Regions from separate parts of the Mus musculus genome. Here region 1 is linked to region 2. The links are chromatin contacts, called in public promoter capture Hi-C maps. All regions are on one chromosome and are shown on one strand. Each heading gives the region's core, a stretch centred on a gene start, on an enhancer-like site or on the middle of the called end of the contact. The rest is flanking DNA. Distances are from core to core; before and after follow the strand shown. Region 1 holds the start of Aff1 (AF4/FMR2 family, member 1). Region 2 holds the start of Lin54 (lin-54 homolog (C. elegans)).

Region 1 (4,251 bases), core at 1,373-3,872, 3.3 Mb after region 2:
AGATTTTAGGCTCCTGGACTTCCTTCTAGTATGATTGGATCTATTGCTAGATCTTTCCATTTTAGAATATTCTGATTTATATTACAAGCTACTCAGAATCCAGGAACCCAGCCCTGGCTGTCCTGGAACTCACTCTGTAGACCAGGCTGGCCTCAAACTCAGAAATCCGCCTGCCTCTGCCTCCCAAGTGCTGGGATGAAAGCACCACCCCCGGCAATCCTGGGACTCTTATAATGTCTAATTCGAATCCTATTCCATCTTCATGGGTAGATATTTGCTGTATTTTTCTCATTTTATATTTAATTGTCTCAGCAATTATCTGTTGAGAGATGAGTGCAGTTATTTATTTATTTAACGCCGGGCTAGATTTTTTTTTTTTTTTTTTTTTAAAGATTTATTTATTTATTTATTATATGTAAGTACACTGTAGCTGTCTTCAGATGCACCAGAAGAGGGCATTAGATCTCATTACAGATGGTTGTGAGCCACCATGTGGTTGCTGGGATTTGAACTTCGGACCTTCGGAAGAGCAGTCGGGTGCTCTTACCCACTGAGCCATCTCTCCAGCCCCCTAGATTTTTTTTTTTTAAGATTTATTTATTTTATATGAGTACGTTGGTGTTGCCTTCAGACACACCAGAAGAGGGCATCAGATCCCATTACGGATGGTTGTGAGCCACCATGTGGTTGCTGGAAATTGAACTCAGGACCTCTGGAAGAGCAGTCAGTGCTCTTAACTCCTGAGCTATCTCTCCAGCCCCCTGAATTTTTATTTACTTATTTGCATGTGTATGGGTGTTCTGTGTCTATGTATATCTATATGCCACATGTGTGCCTGATTCCTGAAAACAGAAGAAGGCTTCTGATCCCTTGGGACTGGAGTTAAAGACAGCTAAGGGAACATGGATGCTACTTAATGTGGAACCTAGAAAGTGACTCTGGGACCTCTGGAAGAGCAGATGAGCCCTCTCTCCAGCCCTCAGGCATGTTTTTGTAGCATCACATATTGTCATTTGGAACCCATTGCTCCTTAAGTCAAGCAGTGAGTCCTTCCCTCTCACCTTGGTCTGACAGTATGGGAAACTGTCTCACCTGTAGCAAGCTTCCCCTATAGCTCTGAAGGTAAAACCTTATCTTTGCAATAAACACTGAAAGTTGTTTTCCTAGAAGAGAGACTTGCCAGATGCCCAAGTCAGAAGCGTGCGAATTGTTATCTCTAGGAGACATGGTCTATGAAAAACCAGCTAGTTTCTGGTTGGTTTCTCTCTCCAGTCACTTCACACTCATCTTCAGGACTGGTGCTGTGCTTGTGAGCTTAGAACAGAACAGTGCTTTCTGTGCACTTCCCGTTTGTCACAAGGAGGAGGAGGGAGGGAGGAGAGACAGAGAGACTGACATAGAGACAGAGGGAAAAACCCCGCATTTCAGAGTCAAAATTCAAAGGACTAGTTAGTTCATCAAGGGCATTCCTAAAGTACACGAGTTCTCCAAACTACTACTGTAGGTGGTGGAGAAAGCAGTGTCTGGCAACTTGTCTCACTTGCCACCACAGCCTTCATTCCTGCGAAGGCGTCAGTCGTTCTCCACCATCAGAGCTAAAGCCAGGGGAGTGAAAGACAAGCTTTGTCTTGTGTTCTTATGTAAGTAGTTCTGACCTCTGAGAGGGACTACCGGAATCTGGAAACTTGCGGTATTTAGAAACTGGGCAATCAGTTACATGAGCAATATAATGTGGTGAGTCCCGGGTCGAACCCGGAGCGCACCAAGAAAGTGTCCTTCCAGCAGCAGGCTGGTCCTCCGGGATGCCCCTGTTAAGTCTTCTCCCTGCCTTTCTGCCCATCGTTGTTTTCAGCCGCTTCCCAGGCAAAGCCTGGTGTCTTTCCTGTGTCTGAGTTGACGCAATTTTCGATTGTGCTTTCGAGCGTTTACGTTGGTTTGCATCATGGTTTTTGTTTGCGGGGGGTGGGGTGGGGTGGGGTGGAGGGGAAGCAATTCTTTTAATTTATTAGGGGACTTCCCTGAATGGCTGTCTTCTGTGTAATCGCATGTTGCCTCGAAGAGGGAAGTCGTATAAACACTTGTTTCTGGGCACTTTCAAAACTGAAAGCAAAGTTGAAGAAGGGTTGCTAGCCGATCCCTGATGTTTCCGATGGCAAGCCCCGCAGCAGCGGCCAGAAGCAGCGAAGGCAGTGATCCGATGCTCCCACTCCCAGCACATCCCCACGGCAGCAGGACCCTGAGGTCCCAGCCCGAGCGCGGGGATCTCTGTAGCGCGCGTTTGAACACAGCCGAATTGGGGGCAGCGGCGGCGGCGGAGGTGCGCGCTGCCCTTAAAAGGAGGCGGGCCGTACCACCGCGGCGCCTGCGGGGGGGTCCCGGCGAGCTCGGGCACCTCGAGGGGAGCCCAGCGCCGCGCACATCGCCCCCGAAGTGCGGGCGAACTGGGAGCCGGGACCCCGCAGCGGGCGGTGCGGACGCACCCCTTGGTCTCTGGTGACCCGACAGTGCCCCGGGGCGGCGGGCATCGCCGCTCCCTGGGCTCCAGGGAGGTGCGGCTCGCCCGGCTGCCCCCGGTGCCCGGATGTCCGTCAGGCTCGGCGCGAGCCGAGGCTCCGGGGGGCGGAGGCGGTGCTGAGGACACAGAGCTGAGGACGCGGCTGCCGAGAGCGCAGAGTCTGCGGGGCAGTATCGCCGACGGCTGCGGCCGACGCTGAGAGCGGCGCGGGCGAGAGAGCCTGCGGGGCGAGCGCGCAGATGGATTTGGGACGCCAGGCAGTGTGAGCCGAGCCATGGCAGCCCATTCCAGGTGAGGCTTGCGCAGGGGGCGTCTGGGACCCGGGAGTGGCCGCGGAGCCCGGGGCAAGGGCGGCGCGGGTGGGAGTGCCGGGGGGGGGGGGCGGGGACCGCAGGAAGCCAGCGGCTGGATCACTGCTATCTCATCCCTGAGTGTCGGGTAGAAAAGTGTGTGAACCGAGTGCAAAGGGACCGCCCGGAAAGTTAAGGTTAAAGATTCCGCTTCTGGCCCGAAGAACTGTTATTTTCGGAAAGTGAAGTTGGTTTCTCTCCTGCCGGAGCCTGGATTTTCACTGAGGTGCCTGTGCACAATCCTCCGGCTCTACTCGTTGCTGGTTTGGCGTCTTCCAAAGAAATTTGGAAGCGCACTTAATGGAAACGAGGATTCTCCCACGAGAGAGTGGTGGAGCCTGGTGAGTAATATAGTTTTTTTTTTTTTTTTTTTTTTTTTTTTTTTTTTTTCCTGCTAGAATGTACGATTCCACATAAAACGGCACAGTCAGAGTGAATCTGCTGAGTAGGCAAAGGCCGGAATGCGCTGGGTTGGTGAAGGGGAGCCTGGCTAATGACCCGCAGTTGCTGTCAGGGGAGTGCCCTGTACTGCAAGGACCGAGTCTTGCCTTCTCCCGGGTTTGAAGGTTTTGAAAGGAGCCTTAAAACTTGGCCGTACACCGGTGCCCAAGATTGAGGCTGTTGGGTGTCATCGCGCTTCGGTCTCTACAGCTGTTGGTTACGGAAAACAGGACCCGTCGAACCTTTTCAAAACTTATGCCAGAAGGCAGTGTGATTGCACAAGTTTACAATTATGGAAATGTTCTTTAGCCTTAATACTTGATTTAGGATAGTGATTTGGTAACATATCTGGACGCTGAGCTGAGGTAATTTTAGTAATTTTAGGTCTAAAGATCATGGAGAACAGTAGATTTGTAAACGTTAGAGACTGAGTAGATAGAACTTGAATTTTTCTAAGAGATAAAACTTCCTAGAAGGAACTTCTCTAAACAGAAAACCTTCTAAGTGTGTCTTACTTTAAAAACAAGTTTAATCCTCTCAACTTGGCTTAGTTGTGTCTTCATCTTATTGAGTGTTGGAAGGAAGGGGTTCCTAACGGGACAGAGGAGTAGGGGAACAGAAGTTGCACCTCAAACTTCTGCTAAATCTTAACTAAAAAGCAACCGTTAGCTTTTAGCACAAACAGAACCTGTAGATTTTCATATTACAGTGACTGCAGATGTCTTCAATCTCTAACGTTTCCCATTTGCTTGAAATTAAGGAACTGTTTGTCGTTCATGGCTAGTAATTAAAATATGTTATAGCTGGATATGGTTGCCCATGCCTTTAATCCCAGCACTTGCCTTTAATCCCAGCACTCAGAAGGCAGAGGCAGGAGGATCTCTGAGTTCTGGGGAAAGCCTTGCTCACCTTTTAATCCCAGCATTCAGAAGGCAGAGGCAGGGC
Region 2 (4,445 bases), core at 728-3,227:
CCCGGCCCGCCCTCCGGAGCAGCGCACACCCACATATCCGGGGAAACCTCCCGTCCGCCCCGCCAACCTTCAAACGCACTCAGGGGGGAGGGAGAGGTTCTAGGGCTCACCGGCGGGTCATGCCAGACCCAACATCCCAATACCAAACACTCGGCACCCGGGAGACCCGCAGGAACGCCACGGGGAATCGTGATACCTGCGGGATTCCAAGGCCTGGATGTTGGTTAGGAAGGCAAGCCGTGTGGAATCTGACACAAGAACAGTAAAACCTCAAACTTTCATTTCCAGAAACACACTTGAGAGAGATGGTAGACCATGTTTCACGTATATTTCAGAGTCACTGGAGAGCTTTAACGTCACTCACCAACGCTGGCATTCTACTCCACTCATAGGACTATGTTGACAGTATGGCTATTTCTATATGCATGCCTGACTTCTCGGACATCCTTAAATTACAGGCGCTGATCATGCAGACATTGGTCTCCTCTCCCCTTCATTTTTAAGAATAAAGTTCTGAACTGTTTTCCTCTCAACTTTGACCATTTTTGCCCATGAACAACATTATGTCAATTTGTCGTTGGTTTAAGATACTCAGGTACTACTAAATTTAAATTACTGATTCAACTCTATTATCATTCATAACCATCAACTTCTAACATATAGAAAATCCAGCTCTTCGCTAGAACCCTTTGCCAACTGACTTTAGGATCTAAGTTTCCAAATTAAAAACCATCTGCTGCTGATAACACTTGTTCAATGCAGAGGGGGGAAAAAAACAGCTTGCTTTAGAACAAGATTCCGGAACAACCTATCCATCTCCCACCCCCTTCCAGTTCCTCTCATGGTGTAGTCTAATAAGCACCCAAGAGGGAATAGAAGTAATTAATCATGTAAGGAATTAAGAACATATAAGCTGCAAGGCTTAATAGGACCAGCATCCTCCAAAAGTTAGCTGTTTGACTTCAGAAAGCCTTACTAATTGCCAGTTCAAAAGCTTTATTCTTTATCATTCAGTCATACTATAAGCTCTTAAAGACCTAACAGAAACCAGCAAGCTGAATCTCAGGGTTGTGGACAAGGCTAATCTACTGTCTTAAGTTTCCCTAAGAATAAGGAAGAAGCAGAAGCCATTTCATTTCCCTACCTTGTTTGAATGACACCTCCATATAAAAGTCAGCAGGCTCAGGCTTAGTCAAGGGCTGTCTCCCACCCACTCCCGGCGCGTTTCTACCGAGAGCCCGCTAGAGGCTGAGCGTGGAAGGGGTTCCCAGTTTCTCCATCTTTCAACTTTATTCCCCACCAACAGCCGGGTCCACCGGCACTCGGATGGTTGTTTACCGTTGCTTGACCAGGCTGAGTCCCAGCCCGCTCCCTTCCCCCGTGCACCGCGGGGACACTATGACATTTGGCTGGTGGGCTTCGCGAGGGAAACGGACACACACCCAGAAGAGTCCATACAAAGGGGCGTAGGAAGAACGCGGCGCCGGGCAGCAGCGAAAGGAGGCGCTGGTACGAAATGACACAGCAGCAAAACAGGTTCCCAGAAGCCCGGGGCCGGCAGCCGCTTCCCGGGCCGCGCCGAGAGCCTGTCAACAGCCGCCCAGCCCTTCCTCCCGAGCGCGGGGCGGGCGGCGCCGGCCCGCCGACTGACAGCCGCGCTCTCCGGCGCCCGCCGCTCGCGCCGCGCCCCGACAACCCTCGGTCCGCCGCGGCCCACCGGCCCACCGCCCGGCTGCCCGGAGCCGCCGCCGCGCTCTCCGCCCGCGCGCCGCTCGCCCCGAGCGCGGGCCCGGCGCCGGTCCCCGCCGCTCAGCCCGGGTCTCCGGAGCTGACACTCACCCGAGCCGGCGGCGCCGCCTCCTTCTCGCGCCGCGCTCCCCGGGCTCCCAGCAGCCGCGGCGGCGGCGCCTCCGAAACACAGACCCGGGTTTGTTCAAAATCACGCCCAGCGCCATTCCACCGCCGCATCCCATAATACGCCGGGCCGCCCCGCCCCGCCCGCGCGCCGCCCCGCCCCCGCCGGCGGCCCGAGCCCCGCCCCTTCCGCGCCCCTGCTCCGCCCCCTGGCAACCCGAGTCGCGTCTTTGCGCAGGGCTGGGGGAGCGCTCTGGGGTTCCACGTGACTGCTCCTGGGGCCTCCGTCAAAGGGAAGGCGGGGAACTCCAAGTGGGTTCGTGCTTCTGGCTTTGTGACTAAACCTCGGTCAGTGCGGTTTCCAGCGCGCCCCCGCTTGGTGATGCGCCTGAGTGAAGAGAGAGTCCGCATCCTTTCTCAAATGTTAATAAATCTGTTGGGGTTTAGACGTGAACGTTGCAAGGGGCTCCTAAAAGCTCCTGAGAGAGCACGCAGAGTTACCTTGAAAGGGAGTTTTTGATAATTTGTCTTGCAACACACCTTATACTGATACATATGGATTCTTTGCATTCAGTCATCTCATTTCCTGGGATATTTATAAATCCAAGAAATAAAAAATATATATTAAATTTTAAAAAGGCCTTACAACGTGAAACTACCTGGGGAACCACACGAAGGAGGCGGGAGATAAGTTAAAGGTATCGCTTTCCAACCAAGTATTCCTGGGGGTACTGTGGGGGCATCACTAGAAGAAAAAAGGCAGAGAGACTGAGGCCCCAAATTTAGATAACCCCCACCTCCACACCTCACCTTGGTAGAAAAATTCTGAGTTCCTTCCACCAAGCTGACACAGTTCTGATACCACTACTACAAAACAGGACCTAAGGAATAAGGGCAACATTTCCGGGTTTACTGTGGATTTTTTACAACGACTAAAATGACTAGTACAATCTTATCAGTGTCAGCAATCTGGTCAAAACAACTCACACCATGACATAGCGTTTAATGTATGTGGAGAATGACAGTTTTACATTAGTGAATATAAGAACTGTGGTATCCAGTGATGCATTATATAACACTCAACAACTGTGCTGAATATTATAATTCTTAGAAGGAACTGGACAGATGTCTCCGTGCTTAGGACCATGGTTAGGACCCGGTACCGTTCCTATAAAGGACCTAAGTTCAGCTCCCAGCACCCACACCAGGTGACTTACAAGGCCTGTAACTCCAGTTTCAGGGAATCCAACATCCTCTTCACGACTCTGAGGGCACAAACAAATACACAGATATGCATGAAAATAAAATCTTAAAAATAAATACAATTCATATAAAATCAAGAATAAAATAAAGCTTTTAGCTGGGCAGGGTGGCCCACCTCCATATTCTAGCTTTTTAAAGGCTGAAGCAAGAAGAAGATTGGGAGTTTGAGCCCAGCACTCAGCCTGCATCTTTCAGTAAGACACATACACACACACACACTGTTTCCTTCTTTTCCTTGAATCAAGATTCCAGGACGACCAGGGCTACACAAAGAAACTTGTCTCAGAAAAAATAATAAAATAAAATAAAAAAACAAACAAACAAAAAAGCAGCAACAGAAGCCAGGCAGTGGTGGTGCACGCCTTTAATCCCAGCACTTGGGAGGCAGAGGCAGGCAGATTTCTGAGTTCGAGGTTAACCTGGTCTACAAAGTGAGTTCCAAGACAGCCAGGGCTATACAGGGAAACCCTGTCAAAAACAAAAAACAAAAAAACCAACTCATGTCAATAGCTGTGCACACAAAGGATTGATCCCTTGTCCAATCAAACTGCTCGTCTTATATAAATAAATAATTCTGGAGCTGTCATTACTGCCTTGGGAACTCAAAAAGTTGCCCCCAAAGCTATCTGCTGTTTAATTGTAGTTCAATATTGACATTCACTAGACTGCTTTCAACCGTAGGTCACAGTTCAGCAAAAGCAGTTCACATGGTTGGTGACTCTCTGCGCGCTGTGTAAAGTACATAGGACAAAGTATTCTTTTCTTATTTTTCAATGCTAGCTTTCCTAGACTAATTCTGAAGAGAAATGACATCTTCAAAGGCACATCTGGGCGCAGCAGTGTGCATTTCAGTCACTGCATGCTGCCTGGGAGGGAAAGACAGGAGGATCAAGAGTTTGGGGTCAACCTGACTCAAAAAACAAAGTAAAGCAAACATAGAAAACAGAGACATCTGCTAGTTCTTGTTCTTCATGAAACTATCCTGAAGGGTTTGCCTTCGTTCTTGAGGATTTATGGCTGGTACCCAGCAACACATAAAACACACACAAATCACACATGTTGGCCACAGAGCCAAGGTCTTCCTCCCATGAACCTCTTTTCAGTAGCAAGTTAAGCATGCCCTCAGATGACATGTCTTCCTGAGTCACTGGTCAGACTTGCCCGTGTGCTTCTTCTTGAACCATTCCCTAATAAAAGAGCATCCCCAAGAGCAGGCGTTGGCACATGAAAGCTTATAAACCAAATCCAACGCATGACTTTCCTCTCATGCTTATGTAAACTAAGAATTGTGGAGGGTTTTTTTTGGGGGGTGGGGTTGTTTTAAATTT

What was found. Promoter capture Hi-C pulls out the DNA fragments that hold promoters and counts their contacts.
Region 1: a promoter capture Hi-C map of cranial neural crest shows a contact between it and region 2. The contact joins the promoter of Aff1 here to the promoter of Lin54 in region 2.

What each region holds. Positions count from the first base shown.
Region 1 is chr5:103,751,540-103,755,790 of GRCm38.p6, forward strand. It overlaps Aff1 (AF4/FMR2 family, member 1), which reads left to right and starts at 2,623. Exons shown (of 20, transcript NM_133919.4): 1 at 2,623-2,806. The coding sequence starts at 2,790.
Region 2 is chr5:100,498,662-100,503,106 of GRCm38.p6, forward strand. It overlaps Lin54 (lin-54 homolog (C. elegans)), which reads right to left and starts at 1,978. Exons shown (of 13, transcript NM_172714.4): 1 at 1,840-1,978.